2 separate regions of the Mus musculus genome follow, and region 1 is linked to region 2. Evidence: chromatin contacts called from public promoter capture Hi-C data. All regions are on one chromosome and are shown on one strand. The core of a region is the stretch at or near the end of the contact, and the rest is flanking DNA. Distances in the headings are between cores, read along the strand shown. Region 1 overlaps Nfasc (neurofascin). Region 2 overlaps Slc45a3 (solute carrier family 45, member 3).

Region 1 (6,606 bases), core at 2,750-5,249, 610 kb before region 2:
CCTCTCCCTAACTCAGTCCCAGGTTGAAATGCTCTGACAGGCCTGAGCAATACATAGTTCCCTTGTGAAAAGCTCATGCCCTTCCTGCCTGCCCGTCAGACGCTTTGGCTGATTCTCTCTCCAGCTGTGGTGCCTTTCCTCTTGGCTTTGCCCTCCCTGTATCCTGTGGCCCTCCAGCCTGGGAATAACAGACATAGCAATGAGTGGGTCGAGGGCATGCTGATTCACCAGCTGTGGCCTCTGGAGGTCTACTCTTTACGGAACTTCACTGGGGGGCACACCTGGGGGCTTCCAGTAGCTCCCACCCTCTCTCCCCATTTCCCCTTCTCACTTATACTCTGAAGCTTGCCACAGCCCCAGGGGAAGAACCCAGGAACTATCACCACAGAGAATGCCTTCCTTTATACGTGGTAGGAGTGGCTGTCAGAGGAGGGGGATGTGGCTGGAAGCATCCACATGGTCGCTTCTCGCCCTTATCTTCAAGCTGCTGAACAAAGTTCAAAACCTAGTCCAACCTCTCATCATATCTGTCCCAAGGGCACTTGCTGAAATGCCCTGGAAAGCATGTGATACAGAGGGACTAAGGGAGATGTGAGTATATGTCCCTGTATGTTAAAGGACCAGTGGTCATAGGAGACCATTGAGGAAAATGGACTTGGATTCATGGGCCCTGGAAAATGTACAGCCTCTGTACCTGAAGGAAAGGAACCCAGGTTCCCGGACTCTATGACAGGGCGGGGCAGTGACCTAAGTTATGAGGAGTATTTTCTCATGACACCATTTAAATAGTCAAAAAAAAAAAAAAAACCAGGACCTTGTGAACCTCTCATCTCCCAGAAAGTACTAGAAGATGCATTATTCATAAAGAACTAAGTGAGAACTGTCTTATCCAGAGGAACAAAACCTCTTCCTCTGTCTCACTTGTGGTTATGGTCATGGTGGATACAGACCCAGCCCCGAGACAACTGAGCTTCACCTCATAGTGTCTCTGCTTGTCTACTTAGTACTTTCATACTTATCTCTGCAGTGTCTACTTGTGAATTCATGCTTCCACGGGCATGCTAATGAGTAGGATAAGCCAAGAGCTTCATGCAGAGCGTTAAGAGCACTGAGCTGACTCTCTGGCCTAGGGCTTCCTTGGGTTTGAACCCTGGAAAAACAATGACAGGGAGGTTTCTCTCCTGCTCCCTGCCGTGCCCTACCAGATCCTCCTGGTACTTTCTTGATGCCTGAAGTCGACTGGGGTTTGGGGACTACACTGTTACTGACTTTGGACTTCCCTTGGATTCTCTGAGACATAATGGATGGTCATCTAGTCCCCACACTTAGGGCTCAGCAATAGCTCTGCTTTTATATGTAGGGATGCTTCAGGGACCTTGGAAATGCGCCCTTCTTCCCTATAGGACTTATAACCACAGAGGCCCATGGAAGTAAAATAAGTCACGTTCTGATTGAAACGTCTTAGACTCGGGAGGCTGATTCTCCTGGGGAAAGTCCTCTGGCTTCCATCCCTGGCCTTGCCCTCTTCTGTGAGGATGGGAGATGCAGGGGATATTATTTATCAGGGTCTTAGGAGATTTGAGGCAGAATAGCATGTCACTATGTCTCCAAAGATAGGGTTACTGTTTATGTCTTAGTCTCTGCCTACTGCTAACACCACCAGAGAAGGTAGACAGTGGTCAGATCATTAGCAGTGAAGCAGTAAGGGATACCGCTCTGCTCTCTCTCGTTTGCCTGGTCATCCTCATACTGTTAGTCCCAACAAAGACTGATCTGGAGAACAAGGAGAAGACCCTCACTAGCTTCCCTGTTCTGTTCAATAGAAGAACTCTATGAAAAGGTGGCCGAGTTTGTGGACTAGGCCCAGGGCCTCTTTAGATGGAGGTGGAGCAGGAGCAGTCAGCCCAGATAAGAGCCTGGCTGAGCCTCTCTGGAGATTTCCACAGAGAGGGAGCTGGCACTCAGCTCTTTCGTCCTGCAGTTTCCATGCCTTTCTGTGGCTGGGAGGCTAAGGTTGCCCATCACAGGCCACACTGTCATCCATTCTGGGTTTGAATATGAACAGGAAGGACTCAGGGTCTGTGGACAGAAAGGCAAGTTTATGTTGGGGATTGGGGAAGCCATCAGTAGGCAAAGAAGGGAGAGGTAGGGGAGGGGGACAGAAACCACAGAGACGATGGGGTGGGCGGAAAATTAAGAGTGAAGAACTGGGAGTGGTTGCCTGCTCCGAGTCCCTGGAGGACAGAGCCCAGACTCCTGCCCACCACTCCTCTGAGCTAAGGCTCCAGGGCTGGACCCGTCTGATATTTCTGAGACTTTGTAGGTGGTATGTGGCCCACAGTTTGTGCCATCCCCGGGGTTCAAATGGTTTAGTGTGTGTGTCCTTTGACCACTCTCCTGGTTCCTGGTTGAATGCATGCTGGGTGCTTAAAGCTACACAGACCATGAGAAGAAAATGAACCACACACCAGCTTCATTCTCTTCCTCACCCATGGCTGTATGTTGGTTGCTGAGGTCCTTCTGGACCAGTGCGGATGCTTGGGGGGGGGGGGGGGGCTTCTGACTTCTGAGCCCATCTCACCACTGGGCTGCCTGCCTTGCACGTGGGGGCCAGATGTACTAGCTGTGTGCTACCAGACCAACCAGACTCGGTTGTTTCACACTTCCCTCTTAGCTCCTCCCACGTTGCCCCCGACTACTGTGGGTACCACAGGCCTTGTGAGCAGTACTGATGCTACTGCCCTTGCTGCCACCAGTGAAGCCACAACAGTTCCCATCATTCCAACCGTCGTACCTACCACCGTCGCCACCACCATTGCCACAACTACTACAACCACTGCCGCCACCACCACCACCACCACTACGGAGAGCCCTCCCACTACCACTGCTGGGACTAAGATTCACGAAACCGGTATTGTGCACTGCCCATGCTCCTGACCCCTTCTGAGTCCACCTCCCAGCTTCTCCAGACAAACCCAGATTTCCCTGGCTGAGCAATGGGCTTTGGAGTGGCAATTACCAACCCAGCCCTGCCATGTTTTACATTGCAAACCAGGCCCAAAGACCCTGTCCTGAGCACACACAGGTGGTCACTCACCACCCAGGACTCCTTAATGCTAATCAGATCTTCCACAGGGCTCTGGGCTTCTCAGAGAGCATCCCAAGCATATGCCAAGTAGCCAGCCAGGGATGGGTACTCAAGAAGAGAAGTGGTGAGAGGGGAAGGTTCTAATGGCTGTGTGCCTGGCCAGTTGCTGGCTACACCACGTCTGTCCACCTCTAGGGACAAAGACCAGGAGGAGGAGGAGGAGCAGGGAGTGGCTGCTGTACCATGCGGCAATGTGTCTGGAACCCCTGCCCCTTCCTTGCACCCCAGTCCCAAGGGACTCCTTGCAGGTATTTCTTTTTAATAGTTAGAGCGTGCAGGAGATGGTGTTCCCAGGCCTAACGATGCTCCATCGCTTTTCTATCACTCCTAAAGCACTCCTCCTTGGAGGAGGAACTGCCAGAGTTCTAGGGATGGCTTTAGGGCCCCTGGGCTCCACAGCTCTGCTCCTTGAGCATGAAAAGATCCTTGGAGAATCCAACCATTTCTGAATCCCAAGCATCAACCTTGTATTATCACAAGAGTAGGGGGTCCCTAACTTCCGGCACCCAGGAGGCAGCTATAAAAATAGCCTGAAGCAGCAGGAAAGACTTCCAGGAAGTATCCAGAATGCTCCCATTCCTGGAGAATCATTCGACGCCCCACCCCCACCCCCAGCCTCCATGGCTTTTGCTTCTTGGGCAAGTCCCTCCCACCTCCCAGCCTCACTGCCTCCCACCCACCTGCCTGTTAGCCTCTGAATGCAGGTGGAAGCTGGACAGTCCTGTTAGCGGTTGCTCAGTTCTGTGGTGTCACGTGAGCTGTAGGCAGAGGCAGGTGAGTCACAGCCGAGCCCCTCAGCCCGCGGAAAGCCTGATTTGCTTGAGAGGCGGAGTACTGGAGTGTAAACATGGAGGTTAGGGGCAAAGTCAGCCCAGGCGAGGCTGCCGTCAGCGGCTTGGGGGTCACTGTCCTCTAGGGCACAGTGAGCGATTTTCACCGGAGGATGGCTTTTTGAATCTTTAAAGTGCTTCAATTCATAGAGTTGAGCCAAGAATCCAGAAACAGTGGAACCTTGCGCCCTGGCAGTTCCTGACCTAGAAACATCATTCTTACCGCAGGCAGGACTGACCCCGTGACCCCGTGACTCACTGCCCAGGTGTAGGCCTTGTCTGAAGCCACAGAGGGCCTGGCCTCAGCCCCAGTCTTATGGGGAGTTTAGGGACAACCGGAAAGTATCTTGGCTTCCAGGGAATCTTTTAAATGAAATTTCATCTTCGTCTTGTCTTCTACCATCACATAAAATGTCTCATAACTTCTCCTTTTGCAGGGTATCCTTTGTGTCATTTTCTAGATTTGGGTGCTGCTCCCTAGCTCTTATGTGCCAGGAGCTGGTGGAACAGCGCGTGCTGATCATGGCCTCCCTTTGAACTTCCCAGCCCCCCAGAGTTCACCTTCTGGGCCCCTCCCCTTTGAACACCACAGTTCTTTAGCAGTCATCGTTCTGGCCTGTCCGTATGGTCCCCACCTCAGAATCATCTTGGTCTCCCACTGCTTGGGTTTTTCTTTTCTCTGTGTATATAATGTGTGTGTGTGTATGCACGTTAGCGTGTATGAATATAGATACATACATGACAATCAGAGGAAACAGCCTTAAGTGTTGATGCTGGCTTTCCATCTTATTTGAGACAGTCTCTTGTGGTTTGCTGCTGTACACACAGGGCCTACAAGCTTCACATTCGTATTCTTTCAGCCTCAGGTCTCCTGGTCTATAGTGACGGACCCTTGTGTTTCTGTATTCAGCTTCTGTTTGGGTTTGGGGATCCTAACTCGGTTTGACAGGCTTGCTTGACAAGCATCTCAGTCACTGCCACAGCTACTTGGCCTTTCCTAAGAGCACCCTGAACCTCACTGCCTTTGAGGGCATCAGATCTGACTCAGTATTACCTTGGGGGTCAGACCGTTTAATGTAGATGCAAATGCTATTGTATAGAGTCCCGGACTGAGGATAAAGATGGTCAAAATGGACCATGGAGCAGAGAAGCAGCCTGTCCCCCTCCCTCTTAGGCAGCAGGCTGCCTTTCTCGGCCCTTCTCTTGACACACACTGTGTCTTGACACACACTGTGTTCACCTGGGGCAACCTGACAGGATTGCAGTAGGGGAAAAACACTTCTTTGAAGTGAAAATCAGAAAATCTTTTATCACTTCCCCAGCCCTGCAGACTCAGTCACATGGCAGATAGATAATGCATAAATGCACCGTCAATACACTCTATTCATTTATGTTTGACAACTGAGTTGGTGACAGTGCCCCCTTGCATTCTAATTAAATATACAGGAGCCATGCTTGTAAAGCCTTTGAACTACAAGCATCCCGGCTAGTCCTCTGCTGCTAAATCTTTGCTGGGAAATGTGGTAATCAGACTTTTGGGACTCTTACAATAGGAGGCTGCTGCCGTTCTCCTATAGACAAGGGGGCTATGGTTTCAGACAGCTCGGTGGCTTTGATAGAGCAGTTCCCAGACCCCCCCAGAGCTTGATAATTAACGTCCTCTTTGTTATAAGGAGATGAAGCCTCAGTAGCTATATGGCTGGGAAGCCAGCAAGCAGGGTTCTAGTGTAGAGAACACTAAGGTTGGGCTACCGAGAAGAGCTCAGCATCCTTTGGTCCCATCTGGCTTGTGACAGGGATGCCAACTCTGACTGGATTAGGGACCCTGAAGTTCTAAGCCACACAGTACCGGCCATCCAGGCTTTCATTGATCAGGGGTCCTCAGATCCAGGGCACCTGCCTGGATTAGTATTCGATAGCTTCAGGAAGCCAGGGGACTTTGCCTGTATTTAGTCCCATCCTTGCTGCTAGTTATTCTTCCGTGATTTTTGGCAGTGCTAGGTGTGGAACCCATGTGCCCCCCCACAAGCACACTGCTACTGAGCCACACCCCAAGTCACATCTGCTTGATTTTCAAAAGCAACCTCTCTTCTGGTTGGAAACAAAAAGCCTACTCGCCCTGTCTGCTGGCATCCCGACCACAGGGCCTGTTTCTTTGCCCCTTTCCTTGCACTGTTCCGATCTATGGCAAGGAATCCAAAATAAGGGAATCAGTGGAATGACCAGAAGCCTACACTTGTTCCCATCTTGTGAGGTGTGAGAGACAGCTTCCTGATCTCCTTCACATGCAGACAGGTCCCCTGGCTGTCCTTGCTCAGCGCTGGGTAGCTAGCTACCCTTGGCCTGTGGCTATCAAGACGGCAGCCTGTAGCTCTACTGGGCTGAGTGCACAGCCTTTCCTGACCCCTCCCTTTCCCAGCAGGCTCTGGGTGTGAGAGTATGCATGTATATGGATGTGTCTCTCTGAGTCTCCTGTGCCACCTCTGTCCTCACCATTAATTCCTCTTCTAACCCGTCCTCCGCCAGCCCCCGACGAGCAGTCCATTTGGAACGTCACAGTGCTCCCCAACAGTAAATGGGCCAACATCACCTGGAAGCACAATTTCAGGCCTGGAACTGACTTTGTGG
Region 2 (6,528 bases), core at 311-2,810:
AAATAAATAATAAATTAAATATTTAAAGGCCTGTGTCTCTGTGGCCAACAAGCTGAGCCATTTCCTGAAACAAGTGGGGGGTGGGAGACTCAGCAGAAAGGCAGTGCTGTAGATCACGGGGTTTCATCTTGCCTGCTAGGGTTCCTCCTTCCAACTTCCACCCTGCCAAACCCTGTGGAGGAGAGCATCCTACAAGAAACTCCCATGCAAGAGCAACAGTGGCAGAATCTGGTCAAGGGACTTGGAGGGAAGTTTGTTCAGGTCCCCCAAATCCTCCCTCTGGTGACTTAAGCAGGAGGTTAGCTGTTAACCTGGAGCCTTGATACAGGACACCTGAACAGACCACATTTCAATCCCTGCAGAACTTCAGAATGACTTCCATGCGAGAGGCTGCCAGTAGGCCAGCCAGACTCTGAAGCCAGAGCCCCGAAAGCTCTGGCTCCTATCTGTGCAACAATACACCTCACTGCCTTAGGGTGGCAGCAGAGAGCCACTTAGGCGACAAAGACCTGGAGAGGCCAGCTCTGCAGCCCTCTAAGGGCTGAGAACCCATGAGGCAGACCCTCTCTTTGATGCCTTACACAATTCTACACTGAGTATTTGGCCAAGTCGTTCTTGTCAAACACTACCTGTGTAGCAAAGTAAATGGCGACCAGACCCAAGCCTGCAGCTGATACCATATAGGCAGTGACAGAGTGGCTCAGCTGGACAATGGAGCCCATGAACAGGGACGGAGCCACCTGGGACAGCAGAAAGGCACTGTCCAGAATGGCCAGGTCCAGGCAAATGCCCCGTCCCGTAACAACCCTGGCCTCAGGTGGCTCACCCACCACCACTCGCATGGAGACATCGCAGGCAGAGGCCCCACAGAGTGCAGGTGGAGGGGCCAGGATGCCGCTGCTGCCAGAGCCCACGTGTCCATTGGGGAAGAGAGCTCCTGGCTTAGGGCCTGGCAAGAAGCTGGTTGTCTGGCTGTCCTCACCGCTGCTACCTCCAGCGTCCCCTCGGTATTTGGGCAGGAACACCTGAGGGTGGGGATAAAAAGGAAACAAAGACAGGTGTGTATTCAGGTGCGGGGATTCCCGTATATGACAACAGGCCCTCACTGCCTCTAATCAGGGGCTATAGGAAACCAGGCAACTGGCTTTCAGGGGGGGGAAAAAAATCCAAAACCTAAGGAGGTGCTACTTGGTGTGGATTCCAAGCAGACTCTCCACCCCCACCCCCCACCCCCTTAACATGGTTGGGGAAACAGCCTGAAGTCTATTCTAGCTTTTCTTAGAATACACAAGGAGTCAGTCAACTCAGATCCACAGATTGAGAAAAGTGCAGAGCCCTCTAGAAAAGATAGGAAACTGAGACAGAATAGAGACAGAAGAACAGAGGGGGAAACAAAAACAAACAAACAAACAAACAAACAAAGGAGGTGCTTTCGAGGTCCCAAGTTCCACAGGGACTACCTCAACCCCCTGCACACCCTTCCTTCCACTGGGCCATAGGGAAGTCTTCACTGTCCTGCCCCTCTAGGATCCAGGCCTGCTAGAGATAACTGTTCAACACGAGGTCACTGCCTTGGCCTTTGCCTTTGGCCAGGGAGAGCCCAGTAATTGGGCCTACAAAAGGGAGAGGCAGCAGGGAGAACTTTTTTTTTTTCTTGTTGACCTCCACAGCCCAGCTGCCTGACCCTGACATTTTTCAATTTCTTCCTGTAGGCTGCCAGGGACTAGAGAACACATGCCTGTAGGGTCACCACCCCCCTCCACCAACCCTAAGCCCCAATGGCCTGGGGCTTCCTACTGAATAACAAGACAAGGTTTTACCCCATACTGGTCCCTGTGCCAGGCGGTGTCTAACACAGAAGGCTGATGAAGCTGGTTGCAACAGAGAGCTGGAAGCTCCCAGGCAGTACCAGAGAAACCCACAACTCATCAGCTCATCCCATAACTCAGGAAGTGGCAAAGGACAGTTGGACAGTATGCAGGACCAAGCCTGTCCCCAGCTACTGCTATAGACCCTTTTATTCCTGCCTGCCATCCAAGGAAAGGCCACTAAGGCTGGCTACTAGAAAGGTCCCCAGGACAGACATGTTCCTCAGTACAGAGAGGAAGGCTACTCCTGGTATAACCACAGGTGCTCAAGCCTCATCTTTGGACAGCAGCTTTTAAAGCCCCAGCCCAGAGCTCCATAAGAGTCAACAGGGCTGGTGAGATGGCTCAATGGGTAAGAGTACCCGACTGCTCTTCCAAAGATCCAGAGTTCAAATCCCAGCAACCACATGGTGGCTCACAACCATCCATAACGAGATCTGATGCCCTCTTCTGGTGTGTCTGAAGACAGCTACAGTGTACTTACATATAATAAATAAATAAATCTTTAAAAAAAAAAAGAGTCAACAGGAAGGACCAGGTTCCCATTACCAGCCCACCCCCCACCACACCCCTGCAAATTACTGCTGAACAAGCTGTGGGCCAGGGCCAGGTCTTTCCTAACTCTGAAAACTCTAGAAGGGGAAGGCCTGTGGTCTCTTCCCTAAGCTACACCAACTTGTGCTTCTTCTGATGGAGTTCTGAATCCAGGTCCTTAAAGCTCAGGGAGGACAGTGCTGGAGACAGGGTGAGCACGCTGTCTAAGTCAGGAAGCCTGCCAAGGAAGAGGGCCTTCTGCAGGAACTGGTTAGTGTGGATTAAGGTGCCAGCGCCCCGGCCTCTCCTCCCCCTCCCCAGCTTATTAAGCTCAGGTAAACGAAGTTAGTATGTCAGGCTCAGATATGCACTGAAGGGATTGAGGAAAAGGATGGATGCAAAGGAGGAAAGCAGGGAGAGGAGTGGGTGGGTGGGGGACAGAGAGACACAGAGGATTAGAAGGTAAACTAGAAAGAGGGGCAGGAAGAAAGAAGCCTCCGCCATCTTGCAGCAAGCAGGATACAGATCCATCACATTGCCTCTCTTAGCAAAGATTAGCTAAGGCCAGGCCATTTCCACTGCCACCTGCCACAGCCACACGCCAGGGACCCACACTCTACCTCTGGATATAATAATACAGCCCAGAATAAAGGACTTCCGCTGTATGCTTATTGTTCAAGATTCCTAGTGAGGGACTCAGCACTTCCTGCAATCATCCACTCAAGTGCTTTCTAGTTCTAAAGCCAGGAAGTCATTCCTAGAATCTACCCTTCTTCAGCGGCTGTAGCCTCTGGCCCCAGCTGTCCTCTCTGGTCAGAGAGATCCAAGTCTTTTCCAACATCACTTGTCAGACGCCACATACTCAGGCCGCCCCCACCCTGTACTAGCCAATGGGAGTACCTGCTTCTCACGGTGGTAGAGGGAGGCGAGCGTGTAAGGCAGGATCTGCAAGGCCGAGAAGGTGAACCCGGTGAGGGCAGCTGAGGCTGTCACTACCACCACGCTGTGGGACAGGCAGGTGGCAGCGGCAGCCACAGGAAAGGTCATCACACTGGCCAGATAGACTGACCGTGTGCCGAACTTCTGTACCAGCCTGTCCATGACCAGGGAGAAGACCAGGGAGATGGCACACTGCAGGAAGAGCCCCAGGCTGCCCATTCGAATGCCTGGAGGTAGGGAAGAAGTGGGGTAAGGACCCTACACAATCTAGGGGGAGCTAGAGACTAGTAGCCATGGGCATCTGCTCCCTGGGGCCCTCCCCACCTGCCTGCAAGGACGACAGCATCTAGATTGTAATTAGTGAAGGTGACCAGGGCTGTTGACAAAGGGCAGAGGAAGATGTTCCAGGGAAGAAGTACAAGGTATGTAAGGGTGGGGGGATCACAAAACAGCCCCCACACTGGCTCTAAGACAGTTCTGTGGAATGCTGAACTAGAAGGCATGGTGAGTTACTGGAAAGCAAGCAGGGAGCACAGGACCCAATGGAACTGGAGCCACATAGACCTAGAAGCCCTACTGAGTCACCAAGACAGCAGCAGCAGTGTTCATGAGCTACTGCATATAGAGAGATCCTTTTTCCTTTACTGACGGGGAGCTGGGACCCAGGGTAGAGTCACCCAGGGTAGAGTCACCCAGGCTGTGAGCATCTCCCAACCCTGGCCTGTCCTCTGCAGGGCAGCCGCCAATAGCAGCTTCCACTGGTGCTAAAGACTCACCTTCATCATAGTGTCTCCGGGCCTCGGTGCCTGGCTCGGCTCTGGGTACACCCTGGTACAGCCCCTCTCCCACGAAGTCCGTGTAGAACAGTGTGAAAGTCATAAGTGCCATCCAGCTGCACAGCTCAGCCACAAAGAGTCGGCGTAGGGTGCGAGGCATGCGGCAGCACAGCTGCTGCAGCCGGGGAAACAGGGTACCCAGATTCCGGAAAGCCAGGCCAACGTGGCATGGGCAGCATCGGCGCGACACGGCAGAGACCAACAACCCTTCTGCCGGCTCGGGTGGGCCCAGTACTGCCTCCTCCGTCACAAACAGAGTGGCTGCCATGCAGATGAGGAAAATGAGGGTGAGGAGGCCAAAGAGGCATTCTTCCTGAGTACCCAGGTAGGGGGCCAGAACGCTGGTGTCCCAGTCAATGGCAGGTAAGAGGTAGCCCAGGCAGCCCCCAAGGCTGATCATGAAGGCGTAGACAGAGAAGGCTTGGCGGCAGTGGTCTGGGTCCCGGAAGAGGTCGGAGAGTAAGGCCTCCAATGGAGTAAAGCACACCTGGCCACAAAAGTCCAGCAGCCCCACTCCCAAGATCAGCAGGGCCAACTCCAGGGGCCTGGTGTCTGGGTACAGCAGTCCTGCCAGCCAGCCAGCCCTCGGGATGAGAAAGAGGCTTAGCAGGACACCCAGGGACAAAGCCCAGATAAAGGGTCTCCGGCGGCCATAGCGCCCACGCCACTGGTCACTGGCTGAGCCTAGGAGTGGAACAGAAACCAGGCCTAGCACTGGGCCAATGCCTGCAAGGACAAACAGCACAGATCAGTGGCTGGGACAGAGGGACAAGAGGCAAGCCCCCATACAGCATTCACAGAGACTCTGCTCCTCTCAGTGTGGGTGTTATAAACACCTTGTTTTCGGAGGAGGGAATGGCAGAGCCATGCTGCACCTGAGAAGCAATATTTATGCAAAGACTTGGGTCTGCTGCAGGTTAGAAGCAGGGTTTCTGCCCTCTGAGCCACTCCCTGGGCAAGAGGAATGCTGCCTACAACCCAGCCCCAGGCACCAGAGCTGGAAGAAAGGAAGATGAAGTGACTCACCCAACACCATGGTCATGAATTTCTCCTCCACCCCGACTTCCAGCAGAAGGGGTGGCACATAGGTAATGCCGGCAGCCAGGCACACCTCCAGGCCAAAGGTGAGCAGGTTGACCAGCAGGAGCTGAGCTTTCCGGTGCCGTAGCAGACGGCTGGCCCACAGCCTCTGGATCATGATGGACAGGGCAGGTAGGGTTCCAGGGGCTACTCACATACTCCACAGCTGCTTTGAGTCAGCCCTGCCGTGGCTTCTCCTCCTCACTAGCACTAACCTCCTAGGGTGCAGCCAGGTTCCCATTTCTGCCAGCCCTTTAGTGCCAATTCAGCATCTCGTCCCACGCTAAACACGTCACCATCTAGTGCCTTGCTTGATGGGGACACATCTCGTCGGTCAGATCCTAGAAGGGCAGGAGAGTCACAGTCACATGAAATGTCGCATCCACATCCTGGGTACCAGGTCTCCAGGATTTGCATACCCCAAGGCCAAGCAGATGTCATTTACTCTCATTTGAAACATCTCTACAACTACCCCTTTTGGGGGAACTCAAGACTGGCTTTCAAGGTGGCCTGGGACACCCTCTACCAGGCCCCAATTATTTGCTTTGTTCTCCAACTTCCCAAGCTGAGCCAATCCATTCTTGTTAAAAGTGACAGTTCTGGGGCTGAGAGATGGTGGCTCAGTGGGTGTTCAAACGTGAGGCTCTGAGTTTGGATTCCCAGCTGGAATTTAGCTGGATTTAGCTGGGCAATGGTAATTCACGTAATCCTCGAACTCTCAGGGCTGGAAGTTAGAAACACAAGGATTCCAGGGGTAGCCAGCGGATTCGGTGAAGCCCAGCTTCAGCGGAAGATCCAGTCTCAGAAAATGAGGTGGAAAAGCATTGAAGAGGCCATCTGATTACCAATCTCCAGCCTCTGCACACGCAGATATATATACACCCATGAACTGAACATATAGAGTCATTACATACAAACATAAACACAGACACACACAAACATTTCCAGTCAGGGGCAGGGGTAGCTCAGTTGACAAAGTGCCTGATACAAAAAACCCGTAAGGATCTGACCCCCAGCCCCATGAAAAAGCCACTGTGGCTGCACTTGTCTAACCCAGTGCCAGTGGAGCCTGGCAGATGGCTGTAACTCGCGGGCCAGTCAGTCTAGCCAATTGGTAAGCTCCAGGCTCAGTGACAGACTCAAGGAAGACATCCGTGAGTTGACCTCTGGCCTCCGCTCACATTAACAAACACATAAAGCCCATACATAAATATGTGCACAGAACATTTCTAAAAGGAAAACAAAGGGGTACTTCCTATTCTCTGCTTCCT

What was found. Promoter capture Hi-C pulls out the DNA fragments that hold promoters and counts their contacts.
Region 1: a contact with region 2 is called in a promoter capture Hi-C map of liver, with 2.4 times the contacts expected there. The contact joins two enhancer-like sites. A contact is called at or near these places in 2 of 39 promoter capture datasets (liver and pre-B cells) and 1 of 115 datasets of contacts at active chromatin or transcription factors (pancreatic cancer cells).

Annotation. Positions count from the first base shown.
Region 1 is chr1:132,584,379-132,590,984 of GRCm38.p6, reverse strand. Nfasc (neurofascin) reads left to right here. Exons shown (of 30, transcript NM_182716.4): 25 at 2,675-2,911; 26 at 6,505-6,606. Among named protein-coding and RNA genes, the nearest start is that of Gm51646, 40 kb to the right of the region's middle. Within about 2 kb of position 3,999, at least 27 of the 459 cell types and tissues checked have an H3K27ac peak or open chromatin away from gene starts, as enhancers often do. A contact at or near this core is called in liver, where this site is marked.
Region 2 is chr1:131,975,788-131,982,315 of GRCm38.p6, reverse strand. It overlaps Slc45a3 (solute carrier family 45, member 3), which reads right to left. Exons shown (of 5, transcript NM_001177628.2): 2 at 5,204-5,598; 3 at 4,118-4,903; 4 at 3,303-3,568; 5 at 1-1,025. The coding sequence starts at 5,375. The coding sequence ends at 588. Among named protein-coding and RNA genes, the nearest start is that of Slc45a3, 16 kb to the right of the region's middle. Within about 2 kb of position 1,560, at least 21 of the 459 cell types and tissues checked have an H3K27ac peak or open chromatin away from gene starts, as enhancers often do. A contact at or near this core is called in liver, where this site is marked.